2 separate regions of the Mus musculus genome follow, and region 1 is linked to region 2. Evidence: chromatin contacts called from public HiChIP or PLAC-seq data. All regions are on one chromosome and are shown on one strand. The core of a region is the stretch at or near the end of the contact, and the rest is flanking DNA. Distances in the headings are between cores, read along the strand shown.

The links. HiChIP or PLAC-seq counts read pairs in DNA pulled down with a chosen protein or histone mark.
Region 1: a contact with region 2 is called in an H3K27ac HiChIP or PLAC-seq map of bone marrow-derived dendritic cells, with 2.5 times the contacts expected there. The contact joins two enhancer-like sites. A contact is called at or near these places in 1 of 15 datasets of contacts at CTCF or cohesin (the NIH/3T3 cell line), 1 of 484 Hi-C or Micro-C datasets (CD4 T cells) and 1 of 115 datasets of contacts at active chromatin or transcription factors (bone marrow-derived dendritic cells).

What each region holds. Positions count from the first base shown.
Region 1 is chr17:52,029,313-52,033,557 of GRCm38.p6, forward strand. No RefSeq gene overlaps it. Among named protein-coding and RNA genes, the nearest start is that of Gm19585, 120 kb to the right of the region's middle. Within about 2 kb of position 1,904, at least 19 of the 459 cell types and tissues checked have an H3K27ac peak or open chromatin away from gene starts, as enhancers often do.
Region 2 is chr17:52,181,228-52,185,546 of GRCm38.p6, forward strand. No RefSeq gene overlaps it. Among named protein-coding and RNA genes, the nearest start is that of Gm19585, 34 kb to the left of the region's middle. Within about 2 kb of position 1,699, at least 20 of the 459 cell types and tissues checked have an H3K27ac peak or open chromatin away from gene starts, as enhancers often do.

The sequences.
Region 1 (4,245 bases), core at 654-3,153, 150 kb before region 2:
AGGAGAGGAGAGGAGAGAAGAGAAGAGAAGAGAAGAGAAGAGAAGAGAAGAGAAGAGAAGAGAAGAGAAGAGAAGAGAAGAGAAGAGAAGAGAAGAGGGGTAGGGAGAAGGAGGGGGAGAGATGATGCATAAGCCACAATGTAGATTTGAATATAGCTCTAACTCCTTCACATTTCAGACATGGGCCCACTGACATTTCTCAGGCATGAGAAAGCCTGGGTCCTGCACAGCTAGCAGTAGGAGTTTAGGGTTTGGATCTCTGCTCTGGGTCTGGCAGAGGGACAGGTACTATCTTTCCTTTTCTTTTTCTGGCTGTCCTTTCTCTAGATACAAAGTAACCCTTGTTCCTCAAACTAGCAAATGGAAAAAAATACTGTTTTATTTCAAACAGTTAATATTCATCAAATGTGAATGAAAATACCTAACAAATAATTACAACAAACAGGATATCTGATTAAGATGGAAAAGACGACAGCCCTGTGAATTTTTAATCTGAAAAATAAAGAGCATTACATTAATAAGACCTAATTATATCATTAAATATTTAAAATTACCTTCTTTAATAGATTTTTATTTTTATTTAATATATTTCTTTTTAAAAAGTCTGTGACACTTTCATGGGATTGCTACATAAAATCCTATAAACTCTTACGGCAAAAGAGAATTTTAACTTAACATATTCATCATATTGATCTTGAAACTTCCATTTTATTTATTGTTCAAGAAAGCTAATAGCCCTTTTACTATTTATTATAATTGATATTTTTGCCACATAGAGTGATAAATAATTAATACCATCACAGGCACATCATGTGCAGTACACTCATTTGGGAAAAAAATTACAACAGGTCGTTTGAATAGTGTATTATACATTCCACTTTAATACTCCTCACTTAAAATTAATTCTATGTTTTACAGGAAAACATAATTAATTTGGGGAATCTGTCTTAAATTGATCACATCTTGGCAGCTGATGCTAAGGCGGGATCTAGTATAAGCTGGATCTAGAGTTGCCATATTTCAGTTGATTCTTGGGGATAAGGAAAATCACACACCTATGGCTGAGTCCTTCACACCCTGGGGAAGTGTTTATAAAACGGGAGGAATGGTCTTTTAGCCTCATACTCACCACTTCAAAGCTGAGTTTGATTTTAATTTCTGTGCAGTTTTCATAATTGTGTTTTAATGGAAAAGTAACACCTCTCAGAAATCTCTAATAACTTAAATTAAATCCAACAGATTTTTCTATCCCACCACCACAAGAGTCATTTTAGGGAAGTAGAAAAAATGGTCTCATTACTTCTATATTGTCGTGATTGAGTTAATTGCACACATCTTTCCATGATGCAACTGAACTGAGTTCCTGGGTGGCATCTGGGGAATGGGTTGAGACGGTTAGCTTTGCCTCTTCCTAGACATAAGCTCACTGCCTACTTCAGCTTCTAGTGTCAGCTCCTGAGGAAGGGAGCACACTGTCCTTCCTCACTTTATGTCTCAATGCTATCTGTCTTGTGTTACTATTGAGAGGATTTGAGAATGGATGAAGGAATGTATTGGGTCATAGAGTTCTAACGTACCACGGCCACACAGAACTATAATGAAATTATTAAAGTCAGCCAGATAAAGCAGCCAATAAGCCCTTTCTGATCATTATGCCTGTTGTTCTTAGTAGGGTTACCCAACACATAGGGCACTGAGTGAGGCCTATGGCTCAGTCTCATTTCTGAATCCATCAGCATTGTAAGTAACCACGAGGTTTAATTTATACTTTAAGTCTGATAGGTGTACATTAACGTTCTGCCTCTCAGATTCTACAGATTTTTTTTTATGCTGGTTTCTTGGTGCCACTTCCTCAGAGATGCCAGGTGTTTTGCTCTTATGAATGGTGCACACAAGCGACTTGACTGACAGCGCCCACTCACCTAAACAGATGAAACTGTACCACGTAGTGTGTTCTGTCCTGGTCTTCTGTATCCTCCCGCTTCAATCACCGGTAGCTTGTAGCTTCAAACTAACTAGGGCAGACACATCATGGGTCCGGTACGACACTCAAGAACCTGCCTGTGAGTTCAAACTAAGATTGCAACTATTCTTGAAAGAGTGGGTGTGATTGGTTTCATTTTCTTTCCTGTGATTCCTTCTCTTCCTGGGCATATTTTCTGCCACAGATTATGTGCACTCAGATGTCAGGGTCGCTTCTTGAGAATCTGACCTAAAGTGTAAAGAGTAATATTTAGGTTTGCACGTGACGGATGGCACTGCTCTTCTCTCTTGAGAAAACTAAACCTGCTCTAGGAATGTGCTTTTTGCCCATGTCTCTCTTCCACCCTTTTAATGCCTGTGCTTAAATCTGTGCTAAAACCTTTGCTCAATAAATGCCAACTTCCCATTTAAAAATGCTGCATGCCATGATTCAATCTCAAGGACTCCCCCACCCCCCGCCCCACACATACACACACACAAGGCTCAGCTCTAGTACTGGCTGAGAAGCTAACCTTGAGTACCCTTATGGGTCTGAACCAGCTTCCTACAGAGAAATAAGATTCTTTGAAACTCTGGAATGCCACATTTGTACGTAGGACCTCCTTATTTCCTGGCAGTTTGTGGATCAAAAAAAAAAAAAATCTGAAAAAACAAAGCAAACAAACAAACAAACAAACAAACAAAATCTGTAAAAGGGAGGTCTTGGAATTACTTGTCTTCAAACTGTGAATTCTATAGGAAGCCTGAACAAGTTGGGTTAGGAAAACACAGAAACTATTCTCCTTGAAATCCAGTGACAGACATCAGCCATTAGAGAATAAAAGTTTCCACACAGCAGTTATCCAGAGAAGCACATCTGATCCTGGTGTAGTACTCAATTCAAGAATCCAGAGGTAGGGCAAGCCTACAAATGGGATGCCGTGTGGGCAGTCCAACATAAGTCATTGAAAGAGCAGGAAACTTAAGGTAGGAATCAGAAGTGCTAGCCCCATAGCAAGTCAGCACTGAAACAAGAGTGTTAGGAAGGGGCAGAGCAAACTAGTTTTGTAGATAGTTAACTTACATAAGCAATACAAGACTATGAAACAAATCCTAAAGTCTCTGTATGACAAGGTGAAGGGGAGCGTTCTGCTCATATAGAATCTGCTTTTAAAAGATGAGTTTTATTATTATTTTGTATATATGTGGGCCTGTATATATGTATCCACATATGCCTGCAAGTAGCCAAAAAGTCCTGAACAGGTATTTGATTCCCTCAAAGTGAGATACTGGTGGGTGTGAGTTGCATGACATGGGTGCTGGGAACTGAATGGGTCTTCTGTAAGAGCTGCAAGTACTCTTAGCCACTGATCCAGCTCTCCAGTTTTGCTTGTATACCATCTCATGTTTCAAACATTTCATCTGTAGGTCTAATTCTAATATATTATCTATCTATCTATCTATCTATCTATCTATCTATCTATCTATCTATCTGTCTGTCTGTCTGTCTGTCTGTCTGTCTGTCTGTCTGTCTGTCTGTCTGTCCGTCCGTCCGTCCGTCCGTCCGTCCGTCCATCCATCCATCCATCCATCCATCCATCCATCCATCCATCTATCTATCTATCTATCTATCTATCTATCTATCTATCTATCTGAGTGAATGGTAATCTAGATAAAAATGTATAACAGGATCCTCATCTGGGGTGAATATAGACCCTAAACAAGACACAAGGAGGACAAACTATGAAGAAAAGGACTGACATTAGACTTTATTAAGATGTCACCAACAAGAAGACAATGTAGCCTCCAGAGGCAATTCAAATCTGTAGTATAAAAATAAACAAAAAACTCAAATCTTAAATATATAAAATGTCCCATGCTGAAGCAGGAAGAACACAACCTAAATTCAAAGTATAGAAAGATCTGTTGAAGGGCCTTTATAAAAGAAATGATCTAAATGGCCAAACACTCATATGGGAAGATGCTCAATGCAATTAGTCACTAGGTGAAAGTAATTAATAAAACCACAGCAAGATTTTGCACATCCATCAGCATGGCTAAAGACAACAAAACAAGAATCAAAGCTGACAAGACTAAGTGTCAGCCAGGACAAGCTGGGATTCATTTGCTGCTTAATGGAAGTGTAATTTAGTGGAATCACTTTGGAAATATGGAAGTTTTTAATGAAGTTTAACATCCACCTCTGGGCTACATCTCTGCTTCTTGTTAAATGTATCAAAGGGTACATATCCAACCAAAAACGATCTTTATAATAACTACTGT
Region 2 (4,319 bases), core at 449-2,948:
AACCATGCTCCAGTGAATGACCCCACAACTAGGAATATATGAGGGATACAAATTGGACTTGAAGGGCTATTTAAGCAAACACACACACACACACACACACACACACACACACACACACACACTCACACGCACACGCACATGCACACACAGTTGGAGGTGAGATAGTGAGGTGGGTCAATTTGGAATGAGTTGGTGGAAGAGTAGGTCATGGATATGATCAAAATATATTGTATGGAATTCTCAAAGACTTACTGAAATGTTTGTAACATTAAATAAAATCATTACTCAAGGAAATCAAATGAGGAAAGGAAACCAGGGATTTGTTTGGAGTTATTTTGCCTTTGTAGCTATGTGAAAGTCTCAGAGATTGCTTGTCAAGAAAGTCTTTTGGAGGGCTTTCCATGGTGCAATATTTAATATTTAGAATTAAAGCCTGGGGAAGGAAATATTATTGTTGAGTAGGAAAAATAAATTTAAAGTTGAAATTGTCCTTAAATGCACCATTTACTTTTTGAGAATCCATGCCACCTAGTACTTCACAGCTCAACCTCTTCTGTGAGTATGTTGGAGGTAACCTTCCTGAAGGAAGAGGCCATATGTTATGCCCATTGTGATGTTTAGGGTTTAGATTTGTTCCCATGGTCCTTCAGTTTTCTTTAGGATGCATCTCTCAGCAGGTGTGCCCACTGAGGAGTCTGAAAAACGATCTGACTTTGAACAGCTGCTTGCTTGACTAGAGCCAAGTTTTCTTGATTTATTCTGAGTCTGCTCCATTCTTGGGCTGCTAGTCTCTACTATGCCCAATCCACACACCCCTTGCCTCTCTCATATGTGATTCCTTTTTGAAATTCAAATGTAGGAGACTCACTCAGTTATATTGTTCTCATGATCTGTTTTACAATCTTGTCTCTCAGTCTTTTTGGTTAGTCCTTAAAGCCACACTTGGGCATTATCCCTCTCTACAAGCCTACTTCAGACAAAGTTAATTATTCCTCCATCTGAGGGACATTATCACCTCATTCATATTTGTTGTGCTTTTTGGAGGAGACTGCCTCATTGTTAAATATCCATTTGCCAACATACAAGATATCATGATATTCCATTGTTTCTATTACTTAGTTGAGGAGCTGCCATGGGGTAGAGATCTTGGGCAAGTGCAAAATTGAATGGCTGAGTAAACGAAAGCAAAGTTATCTGGTTCTTGAGGGATTGAACACAAAGCTTAGATCCTCTGGTTACCTTATTACCATAGACATTTAAAATATTCAATACACTTTGCTTCCAGGCCTATAAAAATTTCTGTTTGTCATCTCCCACAGAGTTGACTCTTGGGCTATGACTAATTACATGTGAATATTAGTAGATAGAAAAAAATCAAATTTTTAATTGGATGGATTCCAATCATAGCCACAAATATTTTACAACCATAGACTAAGTGTATTTATGTGAATGTGATACGTAAATTTGTATGAACCTATATATGCTATAATTTAGTATAAGTAAACCATCAAATACACTCAAGTTCTTCCTTCGAAGGAGTCACTTGAATGCAAACTCAACTCTAACCAGGAAACCAAAAGCATTTAGAGGGCAGTGCTTAGTCAGCCTGGACCAACTTGTTCTACCTGTTAGGGACAGAGTCCTGATGAAGTCCCCATGTTCAGGGAGTTGTTTCTGGAGTAGCAAGAAGCATTCTGTGTCTCCCCCTGCTGGTTGATGGAATGACTAAAGGGAGCAACCCCTTAGGACTCCTCACGGTCATGACCTTACAGCCTGTGCCATCTGGTCATTGGCTTCTGTGAACTTTTAATGAGGAAAGTTGATGTCGAGTTCACATCAGGTTATTTCCTCTCATCCCCAGCTTGCAAACTCTGCTTAATTAGCATTCTGCATTTCTTAACAATTCTAACTTCACATCCCACTGAAATAAAGCATTAGGAAACCCTCTCCTTGCATATTTTAATTCCAGGCTATCACTACATTTTGATTAGATTAAAATTGTTTTTAAAAGCCTGTGTTTGAAAATAATCTGCAGGGTTACCGCAAAGGATATTGCTTCCTCTAGTCAACCAGCCACCAAGAGACACGAAGAAAGAAAAGTATAACGCCAAGTAAGGTGATTCCACAAGATATTTGGAAGAGGAAAGAATTATCTACAATTTGTTTGTATTATCTCATTAACTGTACTTGGTAATTATATATCAAAAGAATTTGAAAAAGGTTTTTGTTGTGAGTATTTTAGTTTACAAAGAAGGCATTGCATAATAAATGGCTTACAAAGCAGAAAAGGTTCTCACCAAATGGTGACAGTTAAAATTAGAAACCAAAGTGGTACCATTATCAGCTATGAAGTGAAGACATCAGAGCAGAGAGTAGAAAGACAGAGAGACAGAGAGAGAGAGAGAGAGAGAGAGAGAGGGAGGGAGAGGGAGAGGGAGAAAGAGAGACAGAGACAGAGACAGAGACAGAGAGAGGCTGAAAGACAGGAAATGAGACAGAGATAGAGGAGGATCTCCATAAGCTAAATGTGCTCAGTCCTAAGTAATAAATGCTTCCATCAGAGGCTTTAGAGAAGAAGGTGGACAGTTTAGACTCATTCTGTGCCATTCTAATTGCTGAACTGGGAAGATAGCACATGAGACAAACACAGAGATGTAGGTGAGTTGGGAGATGACCAAGGTGAGAGAAAACTGGACTGGATTAGTAACAGTAAAAGCACTAAGATGTGATTGTAGATATTTGAAAACATGGTGTACATTTGCTTGTTGATTACATGCATGGTAGAAAGAAGGAGAAAAACCAAGTCCATGTACAGGATGTGGCACCTTAGCAAACACTTGGGTAGAGAGAGCTGGGAGGGGCAGAATTAATTTTAAATTTAAATATAGTATTTTGATTAATTCTTTCAAAGATTTATGCATGCACATAATATATTTTAATCAGCCCTACCCCTGACCACTCTCCTCCCCCTAACTTCATTCTTCTGTTTTTTGCTGTTATTATTTGTCATAAGCCTCAGAATACAGTTCATGCTGCCTGTATTTGCACAGATATGGGACCACCCACTGGAATGTGGTATTGACTGACCAGCATCTATAGCCTAGAAGAAAATTGACTCTTGACTCCTAGCAACTATCACCTGTTAATATCTCCACAGCAGAGGCTGGGGACTCATATCCTCTGACCTACCCCTATCTTGGGATGCTGCCTAGCTTGATCTTGTGCAGATCTTGCTGAGGTGACCACAGCTTCTGTGAGCTCATGAGTACAATGGTCTTATCATGTCCAGAAGACACTGTTTTGATCTAGTTTTCTCCAAAAAAACCCTGGCTCTTAGGATATTTCTTATTTCTCTTTGAAAACTGTGCCTGAGCCTTGCTGGAGAAGTGTGATATTGATGTCCAATTTGTAGCCGAGGACTTCATATATGCTTCCTCTCTGTAAGGAGCAGTTGTGAGTTCTGAGCTGACTGCTCTCCACTGCAGAAGAGTGGTAGGCTTTTGTAAGTGGGCAGTAGTTTGCCCAAGGCTCCATTTTCCACCTAAAAGTCAAGATAGCTTTTCCAGTCAATGAAGTGCTGCAAAGTGCTGTGGGTGTCACGAATCTAGTTATAGATAACATGAATGGCCCAGAACTTGTTGTCAGACTCTCCAAATGAAACCTTAAGGAAACACGTGAGTGCCAGGACCAAAGTGAGGGACACTGCAGCTTTCCAAGGTCAGAGAGAGAGAAGTTGAAGCATAAGGAAAATCTATCAAAGGAGACATAAAGCATATGATTAGTGAGACAAGGAAAAGCAGGGAGAACATAAAGGAAATGTACGTTTGAAGAGAGAGCTGGGTAGCGTGATGAATACCTACACTTCTAGCAAATGGAAGGCTGAGGCAGGAAAGTCTCAAGGTTGAGATCAGTCAGTGCTGACTGCATAGCAAGGGCAGATGTACAAGGGCTAGTTGATCAGGTAGGCAAAGGAAGAGATGTGGGCATTGGATTTGACACATGGATGTCATTTGTACTTTTGATAAGAACTTTGTATCAGGTACTAGAACCAACTCTGACTAGGGCAAGTTTAAAGAACACATGAGGCTCGGCGTGGTGGCACACACCTTTAATCTCAGCACTCGGGAGGCAGAGGCAGGCAGATTTCCGAGTTCGAGGCCAGCCTGGTCTACAAAGTGAGTTCCAGGACAGCCAGGGCTACACAGAGAAACCCTGTCTCGAAAACACACACACACACACACACACACACACACACACACACACACACACATACACACGCAAAAAAAAAAAAAGAACACATGAGAAGAAGTGGTATTTAG